2 separate regions of the Mus musculus genome follow, and region 1 is linked to region 2. Evidence: chromatin contacts called from public HiChIP or PLAC-seq data. All regions are on one chromosome and are shown on one strand. The core of a region is the stretch at or near the end of the contact, and the rest is flanking DNA. Distances in the headings are between cores, read along the strand shown. Region 1 has its middle 25 kb from the start of Gm41537. Region 2 holds the start of 5830433I10Rik (a long non-coding RNA gene).

The links. HiChIP or PLAC-seq counts read pairs in DNA pulled down with a chosen protein or histone mark.
Region 1: an H3K27ac HiChIP or PLAC-seq map of large pre-B cells shows a contact between it and region 2, with 4 times the contacts expected there. The contact joins the enhancer-like site here to the promoter of 5830433I10Rik in region 2. A contact is called at or near these places in 3 of 39 promoter capture datasets (hippocampal neurons, liver and pre-B cells) and 2 of 115 datasets of contacts at active chromatin or transcription factors (embryonic stem cells and large pre-B cells).

Annotation. Positions count from the first base shown.
Region 1 is chr17:17,513,881-17,519,819 of GRCm38.p6, reverse strand. No RefSeq gene overlaps it. Among named protein-coding and RNA genes, the nearest start is that of Gm41537, 25 kb to the right of the region's middle. Within about 2 kb of position 3,734, at least 20 of the 459 cell types and tissues checked have an H3K27ac peak or open chromatin away from gene starts, as enhancers often do.
Region 2 is chr17:15,700,328-15,706,950 of GRCm38.p6, reverse strand. 5830433I10Rik (a long non-coding RNA gene) reads left to right here and starts at 1,574. Exons shown (of 2, transcript XR_001782213.2): 1 at 1,574-2,637; 2 at 4,183-6,623. Chd1 (chromodomain helicase DNA binding protein 1) reads right to left here and starts at 1,984. Exons shown (of 36, transcript NM_007690.3): 1 at 1,639-1,984; 2 at 1-11.

The DNA of each region.
Region 1 (5,939 bases), core at 2,485-4,984, 1.8 Mb before region 2:
GTGGCAATAGTTTGAAAGAGAAATCTGGGTTTTTTTTTTGTTTTTTGTTTTTTGTTTTTTTTTGGTTTTTTTTTTTTTTTTTTTTTTTGGTTTTCTGGGACAGGGTTTCTCTGTATAGTCCTGGCTGTCCTGGAACTCACTCTGTAGACCAGGCTGGCCTCGAACTCAGAAATCCGCCTCCCTCTGCCTCCCGAGTGCTGGGATTAAAGGTGTGAGCCACCACAAGAAATCTGGGTTTTTTAAAGAGGCTAAACACAGGCAGGAGAAGCCTAGGGTGTCAATATTCCTTGTTAAGGTGACAAGCTCTTGATTTACAAGCCAAGTCTGGGAAATGGGAAGGCTTTTTTGTTTCCAGTGTCTCTTCTTCAAGCATTGTCGCTGCCACATGCTTCTTTGCACTGTAACTAGTATTGGTATCATTCTGTGTATGTCAGATGTGTCTAATTTTTTATTTCAGCAGAAATTGCTGAGATATTACTGTAACACATGGTTAACAAATGCTTCATGACTTGAAGAAATTACAATATTGAAAAGCTTCAGGACAGACGGGCACTGGTTAGAACCAGGACATCTTTCTCACCTGTTATTTTCTACTTAAAGATGGTTTTAGTTCCACTAGCTAAGATATTTTCCCTTTACCTGTCCTCCAAGAGTGTTAACATGAGATAAAAACATCTGTAACTGCATGGTGGTGCCTGTCCCAGAAAGCATAAATCCAACTCTGGTCATTAAAGGTACTAGCTGCTTCCTAAGATGCCTGTGTGTGGAGATGATTCCTGTAAATTGAATAATGTTATACAACACACCAGCTAGGGAATTATAGAAATAAAGTCTAATATGCTTTGCTTTTTGCAAATTTAAGTCTTGAATTTGCTTGTATTTTATTCAAGGGACAGTATTCTATGTCAGAAAACAGGCCGGGAAGATGGCTCAGTCAGTAATGGTCCACACTGTCAGGCCAGATGACCTGAGTTTGATCCACATCATGGAAGAAGAGAATTGACTCCCACGTATTGTCCTCTGACTTCCACATGCGCTGTAGTATTTTCATCCTGTCCCTACACATAGTCATAAACAAAAAAACAGGCAATTCAAATGCATGCGGTTATATTTGTTTTACAACTGAAATAAAACCCTGACTGTTGGTGAATTTTGGTTAATTATAAGGAAACTGTAAACTAACTCTTGATTGACTTATAGTGGAGATAATATTTACTTGGAGGTAATATTTATTTGGCCATGAATGTATGTATGTATGTAACACAAATATATTATGTCATATACAGAGAAATTGATCAAATGTCTTAAGATCTCAGATTGCTAGTGCTGAAAGGAACCTTGTAGACGATCTAGTCTATCCCCACCATTTTATAGACAACAGATTATACCTTAGCTGAAATCTCACATAATATGTTTAATTTATATGTGTATCTAGCTTAGATGTAGATTATGTGCAGTGACCCATAGGACACTGTTTGGAATTTGAAGCAATTCAAAGAATTTGCTCTAATGAGAAAAAAAATTATCCTGTTATGAATTCACTATCAAAAGAGGTGGTGCATTATTGTGAAATTAAGCTTGGATATAAGTGGTTTGAACTTACTGATAATGTAAATGACCCAAATCCCATGACCTTGAGAAAGGAGCCCTTTTTATGTGTCTTGATGAAGTGCAGTGCACTGAGGTAGCACTGTCTCTGTTGAAGGCAATCCTGTCAGGAGGTTCCCACTGTCACCATCGAATCATATAGCAAGGAAAATGATTGCCACCGGTGAAGTAACAAGTGCTGTGTTTTCTTTTTACAAGTTTAAGCCTTGAATTTGCTTGTATTTTATTCAAGGAACAGTATTATTTGTTAGAAAACAGGCCAGCAAGATGGCTCAGTCAATAAAGGTACACGCTGTCAGGCCTGATGACCTGAGTTTGATCCACATCATGGAAGAAAGGAAATAATACTAGCTTCACTAACTAGGTTTTGTAAAAATCCATTTTCCTAAAGTACTTTGAATTCAGCCTCAACTAAAGCATCTACCCTCAGCTGCAGACTTCTGTGATTTCTATTGCGAGGAGATAAGAACTTTCACAAGGTTTAGTTCTAAGATAGGTGTTATCAGGTCATTTTTGGTTGGTTGGTTGGTTGGTTTGCTTTGGTTATGAGAGAGCATGGCCTAAGTGTCAGATGTCCTGCTTGTGTACATCTTGTAGTCTCTCTTCTACCTTTAGCAAAGTTGGATTCAGAACTTAGTCCAAGATCCTTTTCTACACAATGTGCTAAAGCCGACATGTTGCTGAACAATGTAGGATTTCCCAGGCAAGCAAATGAGGAAATCTGAAAAAATTATTTACCTTCCTGAGCCTCTTTTTTTTTCTTCAGAACATCTCACTTACCTGGCCATTTCTAGGGAATCTTCTTTCACACACACATTCTCACAAACTCATGCATGTGCACACATGGGCACACACATACAGAGAGAGGGACATAGAGCCCTTGCTGATTCCTCACTTCTCCATAACTCCTTGAAGTGTCTCCTTTAGAGCATTGGGGCTCAGTGTCAAAATCCAGATCCAAAAGGCCAGTATAACAGCAGGTCAACAAAATGGCCTCACCGTTTAAAAGGCTGGTTTGTGGCCTTTTGTATTGTGGCATCTCTTAGAGTCACTTCTCACAAGTTACTCAGTACTTGTTATGAGGAAAACTATTGTTCTTATATCTCTATATTAGCAAATATTATTGTTAGGATTTTCTAGGATAACATGAAAACTGTCTTATAATTCCTGGCCACACAGAGACTTTGGGTAAGAGAAATCAGCCTCAGACTGACGAGGCATTCAAGATGTATTTTTCCATGGGTAAAGTAATTTATTCAGTAGCTGTTGTGATCTATCTAATGTACACAGGCTGAGTGAAAAAGGCTTAGCTACAGTGTGAGCTGCAAGTGCCTCCTGGCTGCTGTGTAGTGCGTAGATACCCAGAGGCACTTTGTTCCCCATTGACTACACCATACAGCCACGCCTTGGTTCCTAAGGGTGTTCCAAGTGAGTGACAAGAGGCAATGAGCCATTTGCCTGTTGCTGTTTCACCCGAGGGTTCCTTCAGTTCCCTTCAAAGACACCCTTTCTCCTCTGCTTTCTTCTGTGTGGCCAAGTGAGAGTGAGGACAGCTTTTCAAATCAGAATCACAAAGCAGGGAATCTTGATGTAAATGTGCATTCAGAGGAAGAGGGGTCTAGAAGCACTTGAAGCCTAGAGTGCATATCCTTAGTTAAATGACTCAAACAGGAAGTACACCTTCTCATCAGCTTGGTTTCTAGATGACAAGCACAACTGTCTGCCTCACTTCATTGACTTCTAGCCTCAGTAATCAAGGAAGGAATTGTGATATTCTATATCTCCAAGGTCCTTGTTCTAACAACACTCTGTGATATAGCCAGATGTGGGGGTTAGGGGGGAGGGTTGGTAGTTTGTCTCTACCCAATTCTTACCATAGATAGACATGGTAAGATGGTTTAGAGTCCATGTAGTCCTCATGGAAGCAGCACCAGACTCAAACCAATACCAGGAGAAACTCAGAAACTGAAGGAATCCTGAAGGAAAGGAAAGTATGCTCTCCCACTCCACCTCCACCAGACCTCCCTCTTCCCTGGGGCCTCAAGTCTCTCCAGGATGAGGCCCATCCTATCCCACTAAGGTCAGACCAGACAGATCTCTGCTACATATGTGCCAGGGGCCTTGGACCAGCCCGTGCATGCTTCTGATTGGTGGTTCAGTCTCTGGGAGCTCCCAGGGGTCTGGGTCAGTTGAGACTGTTGATCTTCCTATGGAGCCACTCTCCCTTTCAGCTTCTTCAGTTCTTTCCCCCTAATTCAACCTAGGGGGTCCCTGATTTCAGTCCACTAGTTGGGTGTAAGAATTTGCTTCTGTCTCAGTCAGCTGCTTATAAGGCCTTTTCAGAGGGCAGCCAATGCCAGGCTCCCATCTGTAAGCATATCATAGCATAGTAGTGTCAGGCCTTGGTGGTCCCCCTTGGATGGATCCCAAGTTGGGCTGGTCATTGGATCTCCTTTCCTTCAGTCTTCTCTATTTTGATCCCAGCATATCTTTTAGACAGGAACAATTCTGGGTCAGGAATTTCGACTGTAGGTTAATAACCCCGTCCCTTCACTTGAGGCCCTGTCTATCTACTGGAGGTGGACTCTTTGAGTTCCCTTTACCCAGTGTTGATCATTTTGGCTGAGGTTGCCCCCAATGAGTCCTGAGAGTGTCTCACCTCCCAGGTCCCTGGTACCTTTCTAGAGGATCCCCCCACCTCCCACTCCATGAGGTTGCTTATTTCCATTCATATATGTATTTTTAATGAAATTTAAAATTTATAAATAAATAAATAAATAAATAAATAAATAAAAGCAATGCTCTTGATTGAAAAGATGCCAAAGAAAGAATCCCAGGTAAAGTGGTCTAAAATAGAAACTATCCCTTTTATATTTAAAGGGGATCTAAAGGATAGTCTGTCTAATAATTATAAATAATATTTGTCAAAAACTGACAAAGAGCAGCTTTGGAACCACAGGATAAATAGAGGTAGGCAGTGACGTATGGCAATGATGACTGGGGTCAGTGCTATAGCAGCTGATGGAGGTAAGCACTCAAGAGCTGTTGAGGGTTCATGCTGAAAGCCACTAGTTGGGGGCGAGGAGAGGGGCGGTGCTGCTGATGGCAGCCAGCAATTAGAAAAATTACTCAGCAGACTTTTCTCTGAGGGAACAAAGCTGGATCCATTGGGGTTGCTACTCCCAGTGAAAAACTCCAAACTCTTCTAACTCTTTAGGGGCCTGTAAGAAAGAAAAGGAAAGAGAGAAAATTCATAAACACACACATACACACTGAGTATATGCAGCAAAACAGGCTCTAATAACTTAATACATATATACATACATGCCTACAGAGAGGCAGACATACATAACATGTTCACACATTGAATGGATGGAGCAAAGCTCCAACAAGCAGGCCCCAAACATTTCACACATACACATATATACTTGTTTACATGTCTACATTTATGTGTATATGTAGTGTGTAGTTTTTGCTACCCTGCTTTAAGCTCCAGGTGAACAGTGCTACCAGCCCCACCCAGGTTCCCTTGGATCTGTGGATGAAACACACACACACACACACCACACAACCTACTTACAACCTGCCTTATTGGCTCAATTGCTGGGCACTTCTAATCTCCCATGGCTAGTATGTCCTTTCCAATACTCTTAGTTCAGAACCCTAAATCTACCCTCAGCTTAGTTATGCTTCTAACATCTCTCCTGGAAAAGCAGCTTATGGCTGCTCTGCCCGAGATTTCACATGGCTGGTCACCTTTCTCCCTCCAAAGCATGGCGTAATTTCACTTTCTCTTCCTGCTTCTCTTAGCCTCCTGCAGGGACTCAGAAATCCCACCTCTTTCCTTCTGCCCAATTGGCTCCTAGCATCTTTAGTCATTGATCAAGAACCAACTGGGAACAGGACTTTAGCATCAGAACCACCTGCTACGCATATATGCACATATACACACAGGCTTCAACACACTTTATTTTTTCTTCCATAGCTTATATATCCCAGCAAAATCTTTCAAGCAGTATAAAATTACAATATAATTACATTCTATTTTTCTTCTAGTGAATGACTATGGAAAAACAGTATGTTCCCAATAGCTTTACATAAAAAACATTATGTAAACAAAACAAATTATTCCCAAGAACCCATATATATTCGTAACTAAGCAATTTATTATAGATTAACAAAGTATGAGCAAGCAAGGTAGTTCTCAACCAGTTTCTCTTACTGGCAGGCAGCAATTAAATATAAAACTCATGCATTTGACCAGATGCTAACAGTACTTCATGATGAAAAGCACAAGTTAGTTATAGAAGAGAGCTTCCTTAACATTTAAA
Region 2 (6,623 bases), core at 325-2,824:
CTCTGTGTCACCTGCGGGAAATAGATTAGCAGTTAAGAATATGTGCTGTAGGAAAAGATGTAAGCCCGACTTAGAACTCCCAGAAATGGACCTAGGCCATCAGACTAGAGGTGGCTCGAAGGCCCAGACGCCTTTCACGTACAAGAACTAGGCATCTATTAAGTGCATTCTTGCTTGCTAGGACTTAGCCTGCCACTGCTAGTGCTGTTTTGACAGAAGAGCAACAAACTTTCCAGACTAATTACTACTGTGTAGCACTATTTATATAGATTCCTAAAACAAAGTAACATATACATACTCCCAAAGAGGAGAAAATGCTACTCGGTAACTTCGACAAACAAACGACGAGAGGGTAAGGGTTATGTTTACTGAAGCACTAACTCCTATTACTAAGAACTTCATATCCAGCTAAGGAAAGTTTTTAAATGTTCATTCGGAAAAGAGAGTAATAAAAGGTTATCATGATCTTAGCAAAACTACAAACGTCAAAACAGACAGTTTTTACCAGGTAAACCAATGGTAGAGTGGAAAAAAAAATTATATACCCAGTAAGGTACTTAAGACGCCTTGAAAAAAAACATAAAAAGGCAATACAAAGAATACACACTGTATCTTATTTTCAAGGCAAACGACGGGGACGGGGGTGGGGAGCAAGACAATATTTCCACCTCTCAAGATTTCCGCCAGAGCACTAGAGTCACCTACAAGCCAACCACGAATAAACAAAGGAGATCTCTGGCAGGGGAGGGAGAGGAAGAAGCGGGGGAAGGAGACGTCAGATCCTTCCCCAGCCAGAAAGTACCACCAAGACACACTCGGGACGCAACAGAGTTGTCCTCCGACTCCAGCAGAGACTTAACTGATTATTTCCACTCCAAAGAACAGAGGGGCCAAACAGGCTGCTGCCACCTCCGCCCGGGGGGCCGACTCTGCACCTGGATCAGGATTTCCAACCTGCAGAGCTCAGTCTCCATACCTCTGGGAGAACAGGTCACCTAAGATCCACAGCACTCAACAGTAATTCCTAACGTTAACTATTAATTCCAGCCCCGGTGAAACCGGCCGAAGTCCTCCACCTCCTCTCCGCAAAGTCTGCGCTGAGAAAGTTCACTCGCCTAGGCGCTTTCCCTTTCACCTTCCTCTCGCCCCTCAAGATGGCTTTCCCCGTCCGCTGGACTTCCTTTCCAGCCTCGCCTCCTTTCTCCGTCCGGCCCTAAGTTCTCCTCCGAGCGCCCGGACTCCGGACGCTCCCGCGTCTCAACAATAAGAGCCCCCGAAGTGGCCAGGGCTCCCTCTGCAGCCTCCTTCCCCGCCTGGCAGTTGCCGGGCTCCCGGCTAAGTTTGCCGGGCGGCGCCGCGCGGGGCCGCTGCACCTTCTCCCCGCAGCCGGGCGCCGCGGCCTCCTTCCCGCCTCCCGCTCCCGCAGCCCCGCCGCGCGCCCTCCCGGGCTCGCCCGGCCACCGCCCCCTCCCCCCCACCCGCCCCGCGCTCCCACGTGCTGGTCCCCTCCGCGCGCCGGGCAGCGCCGCCAGGCCGCTGAGGATGCGCCGGGCCGCTCTCCCACGCCCCCGGCGCCGCGCCGGGCCTCGCGGGCCTCGCCCGCTCCCGGCCTCCCCGGCCTCGCCGACCCGTCCTTACCGGCGGGCACAGGGCGAAGGGTGGCGCGGGCCGGCGCCTCGGGCGGAGGATGCCCCGCGCGGGGGCCCGCGATCCTGGATGCCCAGGCCGCGGGACCCGCGCCGCGGACGGCAGAGGGGGAGGGGAGGCAGCGGGCGGAGACGCGCGGAGCTGGGGAGCGGGTCCGACGATCAGTTCATCTCCGGGCGCCCGGGCCGAGCGGGAAGTACCGAGGGCGCCTCCTCCGTCCGCGCTCCCGCCCCGCCGCTTATCGGCCGCCGGCAGCCGCCATGACGCCAAGACCGCGATCGAGCGCAACCGTCTCCGCCGCGCGGCGCCGCCGAGGTCGCTGTCGCCTCCGCCTCCCGAGCGACGTCACCGCCTCGGTTCACTCCCCTTCCCGGCGCGCGGCGGCGGCGCGCACGCCCGGCCTTTCCGCCGACGCGCGGGGGCGGGGCGGGGCGGGGCGGGGCGCCGAGGTGGTGCACGCCCCTCGGGGAAAGCCACCGAGTCCAGCCCAGGCTCGGCCTTCGCACTCGTAACCGGCGCTACCCCTGGCGTTCGTGGGGCTCCCGGGGATGGGCGCTCTGGTCACGGCACGGATGCGCAGGGATCCAGAGCGGGGGCCCAGGACTGCCTGCGGTGGGGGCCGGCCGCGCGCGCCGGGTGTCCGGAGTCCGGTCGGAGCTGCTGCGTCACCCGGGCAGCTAGAGAACTATTGGGCAACCTAGTCGCCTCCCGCTGCGATCTTTGCCTGGGCGACCAGCGACTAAGTCTCCTCCCGGGCGGGGCTTTAGTGAAAGAGAGAAAATAGAGTTCGAGCTGCTGACCTCCCAGGACGCTCCTTGATTCGTGTGTGGGTGGCCCATGCCTGGTTCATAAAAGAACTTTTACAACTGTGCCTGCCTAGATCGCTCCCTGGAATGCGGGTGGAAGGGTGCCGTGCGGAATCGGAACTGGAGGGGCGTTGGTAACTGGATCTAAGGTGCTGCAGCTTAGTTGACAGTTACTGTCATTACTGTATCCGCAGGCCTCAGTATGTCGAAGCAGAATCTCTTCAAGCGTGGTGATGTAGCAATCTATGTACGGTTTTCAATTTTGTTTTTATTATGCTTTTTGGTTTTGAAAGAGCGTTTTATTATGTAGCCCAGGGTGGCCTCAGGGTGATCCTTCGAAGTTTAGGCATTACAGGCAGGCGTGTGCCATCACCACAAGGCTGACTGTTTTTGCAAGGATTTGGAACTTTGTTTGCTTACTTGTTTTTAAATCAAAATTCTTTCTGATTTCATTACCTGGCCTGCAAATAAAAGATTCTTTAAAGACAGTATACAAAGCCAGGCTGGTCTTCCACTTCTCCATCTCCCTGCCTCAGCCTCCGGAGTGGTAGTAAAGGAATTGCTGGTGTACCCACCTTGTGGGTCTAACTTTTTAAAGTTTTCAACTTACTTTTTGAAGTTGCATTTTCTGTAGAGACCTCTCCTTCGAAGTCAAATGAGTTTGGCTGCCATAATATCTCCAAATGATTCTTAAGCTATTTGGGAAATTTCTAATGAAAATTTAAACTTTGCCCGGCGGTGGTGGCGCACACCTTTGATCCAAGCACTTGGGAGGCAGAGGCAGGCTGATTTCTGAGTTCGAGGCCAGCCTGGTCTACAAAGTGAGTTCCAGTACAGCCAGGGCTACACAGAGAAACCCTGTCTCGAAAAACCTAAAAAAGAAAGAAAGAAAGAAAGAAAGAAAGAAAGAAAGAAAGAAAGAAAGAAAGAAAGAAAGAGAAAGGAAAGGAAAGGAAAGGAAAAAAAGAAAAGAAAAGAAAAGAAAAGAAAAGAAAAGAAAGGAAGAAAATTTAAACTTGGAGCTTTATGTTTTGAATAAGATCATAATATACTTCAGTACTCTGTAAACTCTTAGAAACACTGGAGGAAGAAAGACTGGAGAATATAGAGAAATACAATGTATAAAAAATTGCAACAATCTTGCATGTTCAAGTCTTTTTTTTTTTTTTTCCTTTTCCATTTGAGACAAGGTTTCTCAGCATAGGTTTGTGGGTTATTTGTTTGTTTCTCTAGACAGAGTTTCCAGGGTCCTGGTGTTCCCTGTCCTGTTCAAGTCTTAAAAGTAACGAAAAAAAAATACTTGTCAGCTGAGTGACTAAACTCTGTTTCAATTTTTCAAATTAAGTTTTGTTTCTTGTTAGTGTTTGTGGGTGTGCCACAGCCCACGTGAGGCAGTGAAACCAGCTTGCAGGGCTTGATTCTCCCCTGCCACCATGTAAATCCAAGTGCTGGAACTCAGATCTTAAGACTTGGCTGGTATCTTTCCTCACTGAATCGTTCCTCTGGCTCATTCACATCTCTTCTTAGTATATCAAACAACAGCCTAGGGGTGATTATAAACATGTAAATAGCAGAAAATCTAGAAAGTTAGCATCAACTATGAGGGAATTTCATTTTGCTGCTGTACAATTTCCATCTGGAACACTTCACAGACCTTTGGGAGAGTATGACATTTACAGAATCTAACACATTACTTTGTGAATCCTTAACTCTTGAAACATTCTACTAGCAGTGACTGCCAGTGGATGTCTGTGATGGCCAATCTTCGTCGTCAGCTTGATAGGATTGAGAAATATATAGGAGATGTGTAAAATGAACAACTGGATGTGTCAGTGAGGTCCTTTCCAGAGAAAATGAAAGGATTAGGCCTCCAGCTCCTCCTTGCCTGGCTTCAGATTTTGATTGATGCTATGGAAGTGTGGAAGGTAGAGCCTCGGTGGAAGAAGAAGTGAATCACTTGGGGCCGTGCTTTGGAAGAGTAATCTCAGCTCTGGCCCCAAAACAATTAGCCAAAATAAATCTTTTTCCTATAAGTTGATTTTCTTGGAGACCTGATCATAGTGATATGAAAACAAACACCACCACCACCACCACCCCCACCCACACACACACACACGTGGTATTCTTAAACTGATATACTGAGAAACACTTCCAGAATGGTAAAATATGTTCCAGATAGAAAATGGTAGCTCTTTCTCCTTTAATTTTGTGAATCCCAGTATAGGGATAAATATATTCTTTCTCCTACTTAATATTTATATAGAGACAGTCTGACTTAAGATTGCTCCTGTTAGTCTTTTTTTTATTTTATAGCCATAAGGCATTGACATATATTCTGTAGGAACAACTTTTTCTGGGGTAAAGAAATGCCCTATAAGACACAGTGCTGAGCCTGGTGTGGTGGCACACGCCTTTAATCCCAGCACTCGGGAGGCAGAGGCAGGCGGATTTCTGAGTTCGAGGCCAGCCTGGTCTACAGAGTGAGTTCCAGGACAGCCAGGGCTACACAGAGAAACCCTGTCTCGAAAACAAACAAACAAACAAAAAAACAAAACAAAACAAACAACAACAACAACAACAACAAAAAGACACAGTGCTTACCCATAAATCCCCAGTCAAACGTGAACATAGGGTAGACAAAACAAACTCAAGTACCCAGTGTTACTGAGTTATTGTACTCTGTATGACTCATGTGTTATATGCACTTTGGCTTAGGTTAGGGTATCTTCAGTTTTAGCCTGTGACATCAACCCCAGTGCCTTGCCAAACTGGAGGAGATTTCCAAATATCATGTGTAAATTTACAAAGTTCTTTGATAGGTAGGCTTGTGAAATTTTAAGTCATAGTAAATGTGACGCATTTTCTACTTTGCTAATCATAATTTTGTAACAGTCGCTGTTCCAGTGTTAGGCAAAACATTCTCCCAGGACAGAAGTCTGGCTCTGTGCACCACCTCTCCCACCATGCGTGATTTCCAACGTATGCAGTGTTTGGAAGGATTTCCTAGTTCCTTCTGATATCCATCTCACAATTCCCATATTCAGACATCTTGAATATCATATTTGGGAATTTTGACTGATGAAATTAGTTTCTTGTGTGTGTTTTTTTACATTGACTGTGTGTGTATACATACATGTGCAGGTACATGCTATAATTCACATGTATGTGGAGGTCAGAGAACAACTTGAAGGAGTCCCTTTCATTACTTGGGGTACTTAAGATCAAATTCAGGTCATTAAACTTGGCAACAACTGCCCTTACCAGCTGAGCCATCTTGCTAGCTGGTAAATCCTTTTCTTTTTAAGATATGGGTGCTAGTTTGACACAGTCTCCCTATAGTAACTATCATGGCTTTGATTTCTGGGCTCAAGTGTCCCTTCTGCTTCTGTCCCCTGAGAGTTGCAACTATGGGCTTGCATGATTCTACCTTTTTAAATAAGTCCCTTAATACCAATAAAGTTTTAAATAGAGTTCTTAAAGATGATTCTAAGAGGCCAGTAGGTATAAAATCACATAGGCATTGTATAAATACAAAATTATATCTTTGCTGGGCGTGGTGGCGCACGCCTTTAATCCAAGCACTTGGGAGGCAGAGGCAGGCAGATTTCTGAGTTCCAGGCCAGCCTGGTCTACAAAGTGAGTTCCAGGACAGCCAGGGCTACACAGAGAAACCCTGTCTTGAAAAACAAAAAACAAACAAACAAACAAAAACAAAACCAAAAAAAAAAAAAGAAAAGAAAAGAAAAGAAAAGTTTCCTTCAAGGATATTTGAGAAATGTTTCAGTGAAGAGCTGAGCAACTGTAAACGCAGTCATTACCTTTCTGCTGCTGTGGTGGTTAAAGGGAGAATGGCCTCCTTCGGCTCAGATATTTGGATGCTTGATCACCAAAGACTGGAACTGTTTAAAAGGATTACAAGGATTAGACTGTGTGGCCTTGGAGAAGACATGTCACAGGGAGGTGAAACTAAGGTTTCAAAAGCCCATGTCAGACCCGATCAGAGACACCACCGCTCCTCTCTGCAGATCAGGATGTAACTCTCAGCTATTGCTCCCGCTCCATGACTACCCCACCATGCTCCGAGCATAACCCTGCCATGATGCTAATGGACTAACCCTCTGAAACTAAGCAAACCCCTCACTTAAATGCAGTCTTTTTTTTTTTTTTAAG